Linked DNA regions of Muntiacus reevesi: region 2 is linked to region 1. Evidence: chromatin contacts called from public Hi-C data. All regions are on one chromosome and are shown on one strand. Each heading gives the region's core, a stretch centred on a gene start, on an enhancer-like site or on the middle of the called end of the contact. The rest is flanking DNA. Distances are from core to core; before and after follow the strand shown. Region 1 holds the start of QRICH2 (glutamine rich 2). Region 2 holds the start of RHBDF2 (rhomboid 5 homolog 2).

The links. Hi-C and Micro-C count contacts between places; a contact is called where the count stands out from the background.
Region 2: a contact with region 1 is called in a Hi-C map of blood, with 2.9 times the contacts expected there. The contact joins the promoter of RHBDF2 here to the promoter of QRICH2 in region 1. A contact is called at or near these places in 2 of 3 Hi-C or Micro-C datasets (blood and muscle).

The regions. Positions count from the first base shown.
Region 1 is chr18:7,638,724-7,643,054 of mMunRee1.1, reverse strand. It overlaps QRICH2 (glutamine rich 2), which reads left to right and starts at 1,770. Exons shown (of 22, transcript XM_065909901.1): 1 at 1,770-2,279; 2 at 2,445-2,534; 3 at 4,146-4,205. The coding sequence starts at 1,770.
Region 2 is chr18:7,807,516-7,812,407 of mMunRee1.1, reverse strand. It overlaps RHBDF2 (rhomboid 5 homolog 2), which reads left to right and starts at 2,618. Exons shown (of 19, transcript XM_065910347.1): 1 at 2,618-2,723.

The DNA.
Region 1 (4,331 bases), core at 521-3,020:
TGCCCAGGGGCGGGGGAGCCTGGTGGGCTGCCGTCTATGGGGTCACACGGAGTCGGACACCACGGCAGCGACTTAGCAGCAGCAGCAGCAGCAATGTGTGTGCCTAGCATGATAGAAGTCTCGGGGACGTGAAAATGGAAACATGAGGGCCCAGAGAGTTGATGTTCTGGCCTTAGCTAGTGTAGTAGCAGTCATATTCTTCTGGAAGGTCCCTGAACTTAGAATCGATTAAGCCCGCACATTTCACCCTCCAATACAGCTGACGCTGAATCCAAAAGCTTCAGCTATGACTCTGTGACCTGGCTTTACGTTTTCTAATGTAGGAGTGTATGTGCACGAAAGACTGCAAAGAATTTTTTCTCCCTACTTTTTGGCCACTCCTCACGGCATGTGAGATCTTAGTTCCCCAACCAGGGATGGAACCCCTGCCCTCGGCAGTGGACATGCAGAGTCCTAACCACTAGACCACCAGGGAGGTCTGAATAATTTCTTCTGATCTCAACAACCCCTCTGAAGGCCTACTGTGTGTCAGGCTTTGGGAATATCATAGTGAACAAAAATCCTTGGGTTGTTAACCCTCATGGAGGTTACAGACTCGTTAACTCCATTTCCAGGAAACACTGCTTTTATTTTGGAGGGGCGTAGGGAGTGAACATGGAGGCTTTCAATTTTACCAGTTCAAACTAAAAATTTTACTTTGAAAAGTAGTGAAAATAATATCTAGTATAAGTGCCGGTGCAGGTTTTCTTCATCTGGAAGGTGAGCACTGAAAGTGGTACCCATTTTCTGGGAGAATCTGGCATGGGAGAACACGCCTGTTGCTGAGAGCATCACTTTCCCCCTGGTCCTATCTCATCAGCCCTGCGGTGTAACCAGGGGAGATGCTGGCACATGACCACGTGAATCTGTTCTGAGATACGCAAGGCCAGGGCAGCACAGAAAGTTCTGTCAGCTGGTGGCTAACTGGAACCACCTGGGTAGTGTGACTGGTATTTAAGTTACCTTCCCTCTGATTGAGCAAAGATATGGGAACTGTGCCCAAGGGGCCAAGGTCTCACAACTGTGTCTCTTAGATTGCTGTTGCCCTGTGAAGGGAACACAGAAAACCCAGTGGCCATGAGGCCTCTTAAATCTTTGCATTATTGTGACCCACTCCCCACCCCCCGAGTGAACCAGCTGGAATCTAGGTGAGCCTTAGGGGGCCTCCACCCTTCTCCCCCCAAATTGATGTGTTCCCGGGGTGGGGGTGGGGGGCCTTTACTGAGAACCAAAATTGGTGACGCTTTGGGGTGTGACCAGGGCTTCCCAACCCACTAGAACAGGCTCTCCTTGGGTCTGGGGTGGCTTCAAGGACCAGCAGGTCTACCCTCCGAGGCTAACTCTCTGCTGGGCGCGTTCTTCCGTGGAATCCTCCGAATGCGCGTGGGGCCCCCCACAACCGGGCAGCGAACGGGGCCACGAACTTCGTTCCAAACGTCCGCCGGCCGCTTGGACACTGCACTCCCGAGTTCGAGCTCGGTGATCGGATGGCGGCGGGCTGACGGCAGAGGCTCTGCGGTCCCGGGACCCGGATTTCCCGGGAGCGAAGAGTGGGAAGCCCGGTGGCCGGGCGCTTCCTCTCCGTCCTCCAGACAGGCTCCAGACCGAGACTGGTGCCCAGCGCGGCTGAACCCAGGGGCAGGGGCGCCCCGGGGCCTCTCAGGGGCCCGGAAAGGCCCCGGAGGCGGGGCAAGCAGTAAGGCAGGCAGGGCCGCCCGAGGAGGTGCACGATGCCGCCCGCGACGGCGGCCCCCTCGGTCTCCCTCCGGGAGCTGGCCGACCTCGCCATCGGCACCCCGGAGGTGGGCGCCGTCAACTTCACGGCCCTGCACACGCTCCTTGTGGCCATGCTCAAGAGCCTCAACCTGCAGGATACGCGGATCGACTTCCAGTCTCCGATGCTCGACCAGAGTCGCTCCTTTGAGTCCGCGCGGGCGTCGACCAGCACGCCGCAGCTTCCGGGGCCCAAAGAAAGGCGAAGGAGCAGCGTGGCCAGGGCGCAGACGCTGGAGACCCAGGTGAAGGACCTGGGCGGCCAGGTCCAGGACCTCGGCCGGCAGCTCAAGACCATGGGGAGCCAGGTGCAGGCCATCGTGGCGCACGTGCAGCACTTCCCCACCCAGACTGGCGGGCTGGAAGACCGCGACTGGCTGGAAACGAAGGATTTGGCCATGCTGACGCAGGAGAAGGGGCAGACAGGGCCAACGAAAGGCAGGAGGGACAGCAAGCCGGTCTTCCAGGTGGGTGTGCGGGCGGTCTGCCCCCTCCGGGCCGCTCTCCAGCGCCCCGCCCCCAGGAAGCTGAGCTTCTGAGAGCGCTCCTGGGAGGAGTCCCGGAGGCCAGAGGGAGGCGTGGGAAGGCCGGATCCAGGCCGGGAGCCCCGCGGCTCGTTTTCTACCTCTTAGGGCCCCGAGCTGCTCCAGGACCTCATGGAAGACATGAAGATTTTGAAGGAAGTCCATCAAAAGAAGGAGCAGCCTGAGTTGCAGCCCGAGGTGAGGGTGGCGGGGGACCCCACCTTGGGGAGCTGAGTGACCCCCTTCCTGGGCAGCCTCCTTCCTCCCCTCTGCTTACCCGGGGCTCCCCTACCACTTGTCAGACACCCATGCGTCCTGAACAGACCCAGAGAGGGCCCAAGAACTTCTCAGAATGTTCTTTAAGTGACTTTCCTTTAAACTAGAATAAAGGAGCAAGGTGGTGGATGTTGAGGGATAAAGTTTGGTCCAAGAGAAGGGAGCTAGAACGAGAGGGTCATGGGTCACCACCTGCAGCCCCCCAGGCAACACCTCTCTCGTTTGGATCTTTGTTTCCTTGGAGGGAGAAGCCGGAAGCCCTGAGTGTAAGCATTTCCCAATGAACAGCAGAGCCCTGGTGCGGGTCAGTTCCAGGAGATACCAGGCCCGGCTCCTGTTTCAGGCCTGTATGAGGCTGAGTCTGGAATTAGAGCTGGAATAAGGAGGAGCAATTAGGAGGAAGCCCAGGGAGAGAAGAGAGACTTCTTCTCAGCCCAGGCTGAGAAGAGAGACTTGAGGGAGAAAAAAAGCTCAAAGGAGGAGGCCACTGAGACCCTAGAGGGGACTCACCACCAGGTCCACGTGCCCATTTCATCTCAGACCTCCAGCCAGACTCATTTTTGCTCTGGGAAGCTTTTCTTTTTAAAGTCGTGGTGGTTTTAGGTTTGTGGCTTCCCCAGGGGCTCAGCAGTAAAGAATCCCCCTGCAGTGCAGGAAGTCCAAGTTCGATCCCTGGGTCAGGAAGATCCCCTGGAGGAGGGCATGGCAGCCCACTCCAGTATTCTTGCCAGGAAAACCCCAGGGACACAGGACCCTGGCAGGCTACGGTCCACGGGGTCGCAAAGAGTCAGACACAAGCGACCAAGCACATTTTTAGGTTTGGGGTTTGTCTTTGGTCTTTAGACTAAAGGTTGTTTTACCTTTAGATTCGTAGATTCTGAAGTTTTGCCAAAGTTCTAAGGAGCCACTTGTTGTTTTCTAAGTTGTGTCCAACATTTTACAACGCCATGGACTGTAGTCCACCAGGCTCCTCTATCCAAGGAATTTCCCAGCCGAGAATACTGGAGTGGGTTGCCATTTCCTCTTCCAGGGAATCTTCCTGACCCCGGGATTGAACCCGCATCTCCTGCATTGGCAGGCGGATTCTTTACCACTGAGCCACCTGGGAAGCGCCAAGGAGCCACTTAAGTGGTAGCGATTTGCTTTGATCCTTCAGAGGCACTTTTCTCTTTAAACAGTGCAGACTTTCAGATACCCAATCATCTTTGCTTTTGAGAGGCGAGGTTAGTCTGATTCCAAAGTCCCACTAGTGGGTTGTATGAAATGCATCCTGGGACCAAAGAAAGGGTCCCATCCCCGCACCATTTTTGTCTGAGGCACGCAGCCCCCAGGTACCACCCACCATGCCTCATGTCCCTTCCTCTTGTTGCCTGGGAAGAGAATGGGGAGCCTGGCTTGGCAAGCTTCTCTGTACCTTGGGCTCCTCTAAGACCCAAGGACCTCCTTTCCTCTTCTGCCTTGTGTGTGTGAGTGTATGTGTAGGGGCCACTGGAGGGGCTGTTTTGATTCTGAATCTCTGAACTCTTCTTCCAGAAACTCCTTCAACGAATTGAAGAACTGGAGAGGATAATTAGAGAAAGGGGCGAATTCCTGGTAATATCAGCCAGTTCTGCGGGAAAGGGTGGTGAGAGAGGGGGGTTAGAGGTAGGATGGTTGCCCAGAGCCTGGCCCCTCTCCTGAGGCTCACCCAGATTCCCACCCCAGGGGTCTGCATGCCTT
Region 2 (4,892 bases), core at 1,369-3,868, 170 kb before region 1:
CCCGACCCCCACTCCGCAAGGCCTGGGGGATGGAGAGGAGTAGAGGTGCCTTTCTCTGGATGGTCCACAGCACCCCAGAGTCCCTCCCCCACTTTCCTTACCATCCACCCCCATCCAGGTCAGTGATAAATAGCAGGAAGGTGGGGGTCAGGAGCTTCATGAAAAGCCAAGGCCCCAGCCCACCCTGGGACCAACACCACTGCCTGATTCTGGTCCCCACAGGGACCAGACACCGCCTGCCTCCCCAAGCCCTGGCCGGTGTCTCACTTCAAACTTGGCTCCTCTGGGCCAGCCATGTCTCTCCAACGGGAGGGAGTGGGGGGAATAAGAGCCTGCTCAGGGCTGAGAAAGGGGCATTTGGACACTGGAGCTCACCCCAGATCTCACCACCGTCCCTGCGCCCCCCCACCAATGATTTTGTTCGTCTAATCTACCGCAGGAGGCTAGGCCAGAACATCAGCATCCGGAGGGGGGAACAGTGGCACCTGGGCAGCCAGACCCCAACCAAGGGGTGGGAAAGCCAGGACGGAGTCACTGGGCACCAGCAGGGTGTCAGTTGGGGCCACACACACCCGAGGGACCAGTTAGGTGGGCCCTGAGGATAGATGCCTCTGGGAAGGGAAGGTGCAGGGGTTTGGGCCCAGGCATAGGGCACATGCTTGAGACGTCCTGCAGGAGTGGGCACCTGGGGCGGAGGGGACTCTGCCTGCCCCCACCCCAGGAGAGCTATAGGGCCAGGGGAGAGGCTGCAGCAGAGGAGGGAGGCTAGGAATCAAAGTTGAGCTCCACTGGGCTGAGAGCAAGTAGAGAGACTGCCTCAAAGTTGAGGAGACATTGAGGTCCTCCTGTGATAACAGTAACAGCACTAGTAGTTAACAATAGCAGCTGCTCACAATTATGAGCACGTGCCTCCTGCCCTTCAAGGGCTTCTTACAAGAGACAGGGCCTATTTATCAGTTCAGTTCAGTCGCTCAATCGTGTTTGACTCTTTGTGACCCCATGGACTGCAGCACACCAGGGTTCTCTGTCCATCACCAGCTCCCAGAGCTTGCTCAAACTCATGTCCATTGAGTTGGGGATGCCATCCAACCATCTCATCCTCTGTCCTCCCCTTCTCCTACCTTCAACCTTTCCCAGCATCAAGGCCTTTTCCAATGAGTCAGTTCTTTGCATCAGGTGGCCAAAGTATTGGTGTTTCAGCTTCAGCATCAGTCCTATTTTTTATCAGGGCCCATTTTTACCTCCATTTTTATTTGTTTATTTATGCAGGATCTTAGTTCCCTGACCAGGGATCGAACTTAGGCTCCCAGCAGTGGAAGCACAGAGTCCTAACCACTGGACTGCTGGGAAATTCCTTTTACTTCCATTTTATTTATTTATTTTTAAAGTGAATTATTTATTTAATTCATTTATTTGGTTGTACCAGGTCTTAGCTGTGGCGTGTGGGATCTAGTTCCCTGACCAGGGATTGAACCTGGGCCCCCTGCGTTGAGAGCACAGAGTCTTACCCACTGGACCAAGTCCCTTACCCCCATTGTAAACAGAAGGAAGCCGCAGGCCCAGGGAGGTTGAAGGATCTGAGGTAGAGTGGCACGCCCAGGATCTGAGCCTCCTTTGGCGGTAGAGATGCCACCACCAGTGGTTTCACAGGTAAGAAGGTGAGACCGGGGTGGCTACTACGTTGAGAACAGGCTCAGACAGGCTCCGCGGCCCGGAAGCTGACCCCGCAGTCCAATCTCCAGATCTTGAATGCTTTTCCTCAGATGCAGGCATCCGTGCCAACCAAGGTCCTGCCCCATTAGGAAGGTTCCGTGTCATTGGGCCAGAGGCCACACGGGTTTGTTTTTTTTCTAACTGGGTCTCCCCTAAAGGAGATTCCTGGAATTTTCCAGAGACCCCGCCACCACACAGGCACTCAGTGAGGGCTTCTCCCAGGAGCAAACCCTAGGTCCCCTTCTTTCCTCGGCGCCAGGCCTGGACGCAGTGCCGGGGGCGGGTGGGCGGGGGAAGTTGAGTAAGACCGGGTCTCGGCCGGGCCGGGAGCCTTCGCTGCGGCAGGATGCGGGGGAGGGCGCGTTCGCGGTGGACGAGAGTCGAGAGCAGCGATGGAAATCAGAGGAGGCGTCCCGGAGGCGGCAACCGCAGCAGGACTTGCAGGCGAGACTCTCCAACTGAGTCTGAAGGAACGCCTGAGGGCTAAAAGGCCCAAGGGACCAGGCTCTTTTGACTCAGGGATGAAGGCTCTGGGAGGGGGCTGTCATTGGAGAGACTTTTCTTGGGAGTTCACGGGATGTTGGTACTTCAGACCTAGAATATACGTTTTATCGGGCGAGGAGAGGACGGCGCCCGGAAGAGAGCAGCTCCGGCGGAAAATAGGGCTCTGCCCAGTACAGCACCGGAGCGAGCGAGGAAGGGTAGCGCGACCCTGGAGCGGCTCTGCGTCGGGGACTGAGCGAAGCCCCGCCCCCAGAGCTAGGCCCCGCCTCCAGGACCTGGACCCGCCCCCAGAGCTCGGCCCCGCCCCACCCAGGGCTCGGCCCCGCCTCCAGGACCCGGCCCCGCCTCCAGGACCCGGCCCCGCCCAGGCGTCCGGCCCCGCCCCCGCCGACCGCGCGCAGGTAGGGAAGAGGCGGAACGCTGGGGCCCCGCCCCCGGGAGCCACTACCCAGCGGCCGGCCGGCGCAGCTCGGAGCTGAGTCCCGGGGACTTGGGGCCGCAGGGAGGTGAGCGCGGGGCGCCGGGAGGGGCCGGTTCGCGGCAGCTGGGCGCCGGGCGCCAGAGGGGCCGCGGGGTCGCGCCCGGGGCGGCGGTGCGTGACCGGCGAAGGGGCCGGCGCTGGCCCCACGTGGGCCGATACCGGAGGCCGGGGCTGGACTGGGTCGGGGCCCCTGGACCGGGTCTGCCAGCCCCTAGGCTCAGCTCGGATGAGACACTTCCCGGGTTCCTGGGCCACAGGTCACCAGAGGCGGGGACAGGATGACGGGGCCGCAGTTTAAAGTCCCGGGAGGAAGAGCAGGGGGAAAGCCCCAGGGCAGGACCGCGCAGTCCCGCCTCGCCCCAGAAGCGCCCGGAATTCAGACCTTCCCCGCCCCGCCACTTTCTCCTGGGTGAGCTGCAGCCGCCGGGGCGGAGTTTGTTCGGCCTCGCCGGGGTGGAAACAGGTGCCGGTGCCGCAGCCAGGCCGGGCCGGAGCTCAGAAGTTGGACCCAGGAGTCCTGACTTCTGGACAGAGGGGCTTGGGAAGGTGCCCCCCCCCCCCCCCGCCACCTTCTCCGTTCCCCCAAGGGTACTGCGTTGGGTTAGAGAGGAGTATGTCTCTAGAGTATAAGCCCCTAACTCTGGGGGCAGAGGGGAGCCCGGGGTGGAAGGCCAAGGGAGAAGGCCTGGAGTTGGAGCCGAGAGTTGGAGTGCTTGAGGAGGGGAGGGCTTGCGGACTGACCCCCACGTGGACCAGCTGCTCTTCCCCAGTGGCTAGCCTTCGGACCCTGTGTGGGTGGCTTTTGCTGAAATGGAATGGGCCCAGCGTCTGTGTTATGTTACTGTCACTTGCTGTAGGTGAGGCAGAGCAGAGTGGAAAGCGAAGCTTCTTTCAGAGCAGTGATCCTCGAAGGGGCCTGGGGGAGTGATTTTGCCTGCCAGGGGGCATTCAGCCGTGTCTGGAGACGTTTTGATTGTCACACCTGGGGGTGGGGTGGGGAGGGTGAGTGTTGTGGCTCCCAGCATCTAGTGTGCAGAGGTTGGGGACGATGCTAAACATCCTAAGGTGTGTGTAGGACAGGACAGCCCCCTACCATGAAGAGTTAACCAGCTGAAAGCGTCAGGAGTGCTGCGCTGAGCTTGGCGTGGTACCCGGTCCATCAGGTTGCTTCTCACTGTCTGCCCCTCTCTGCCTCAGTTTCCCCAGGGTTAGAGGAGGAATAAACCTGAATGAGATAAGCGGTAAGAAGGCGTGAGGGCAGTCCTGTCATAACAGCAGGCCGCCCTTGGTGCCACCAGCCTCTTCCCTACTTAAACCCCAAGCCTTGCATTAAGCAGTTCTGGGTGCCATGGGGAAGTGGCTGGAAACAGGGGCTCTCTCACAGCTGGGCCCTGGAGTGCTTCACCCCCAGGGCACCTCCCATGCGGGTGAGCCAGGGCAGCCCTGGGGGTCAGACATCCGCACAGCGTGGAGGGTGGGAAGGGGGCGAGCTCTCTTCTCAGAGACTGTCCCAATCCTTGATCGCTGGGCGGGCCTTGATGCCTGACACCATGTGACCGGCTGTCATTTTCCCCTCTGAACCTACTCCTAACTCCTCAGTTACTTTATACCAGGAAAATAACAACCGAGGAATAACAGGACACGTTCCTTGCCACTTCACAGTCTGCTTCCCTCCGGCAGTAAAAAGTCCCGTGGTGGCTGTGGGAACTCTGGGTGAGATGAGAGACCCAGGGTGGGCCCTGATACTAGTGCAGCGAGGCCCCCCCTGCTCATGGTGTTAGCAGAGCCCCAGTGAGAGATGGGGGTCATTGGAGCCACAGGCCAGGGGGTTCCCCAGTAGGGACAACTCTGAATTAATTATTTGCGTTGGGCTCCCCGCTGTACAGGGGACTGTCATAGAGAGGGCAGGGTGGGATGGAGCAGCCATCCACGTCCAGGAGCCCAGGCCCCTTCACTGCCTTCCCTGCCCACTTCTTGACAATCTCCATTCCCACGCCCACCCTCCATCCTATTTACTTGTGGTCCCTGGCCTCCTGACCTGGGAACCCTGGTGGGGTCAGAGGGCAAGTGGCAGTTTCTGGTTTGACTTTTGCTTTGGGGGGCTTCTTTTAATCTTTTAACTTTAAAAGGCTGGAGTGAGGCTTTCACCTTTTCAGCTAAAACGAAAACAAATAAATAAAAACAACCTGTAATA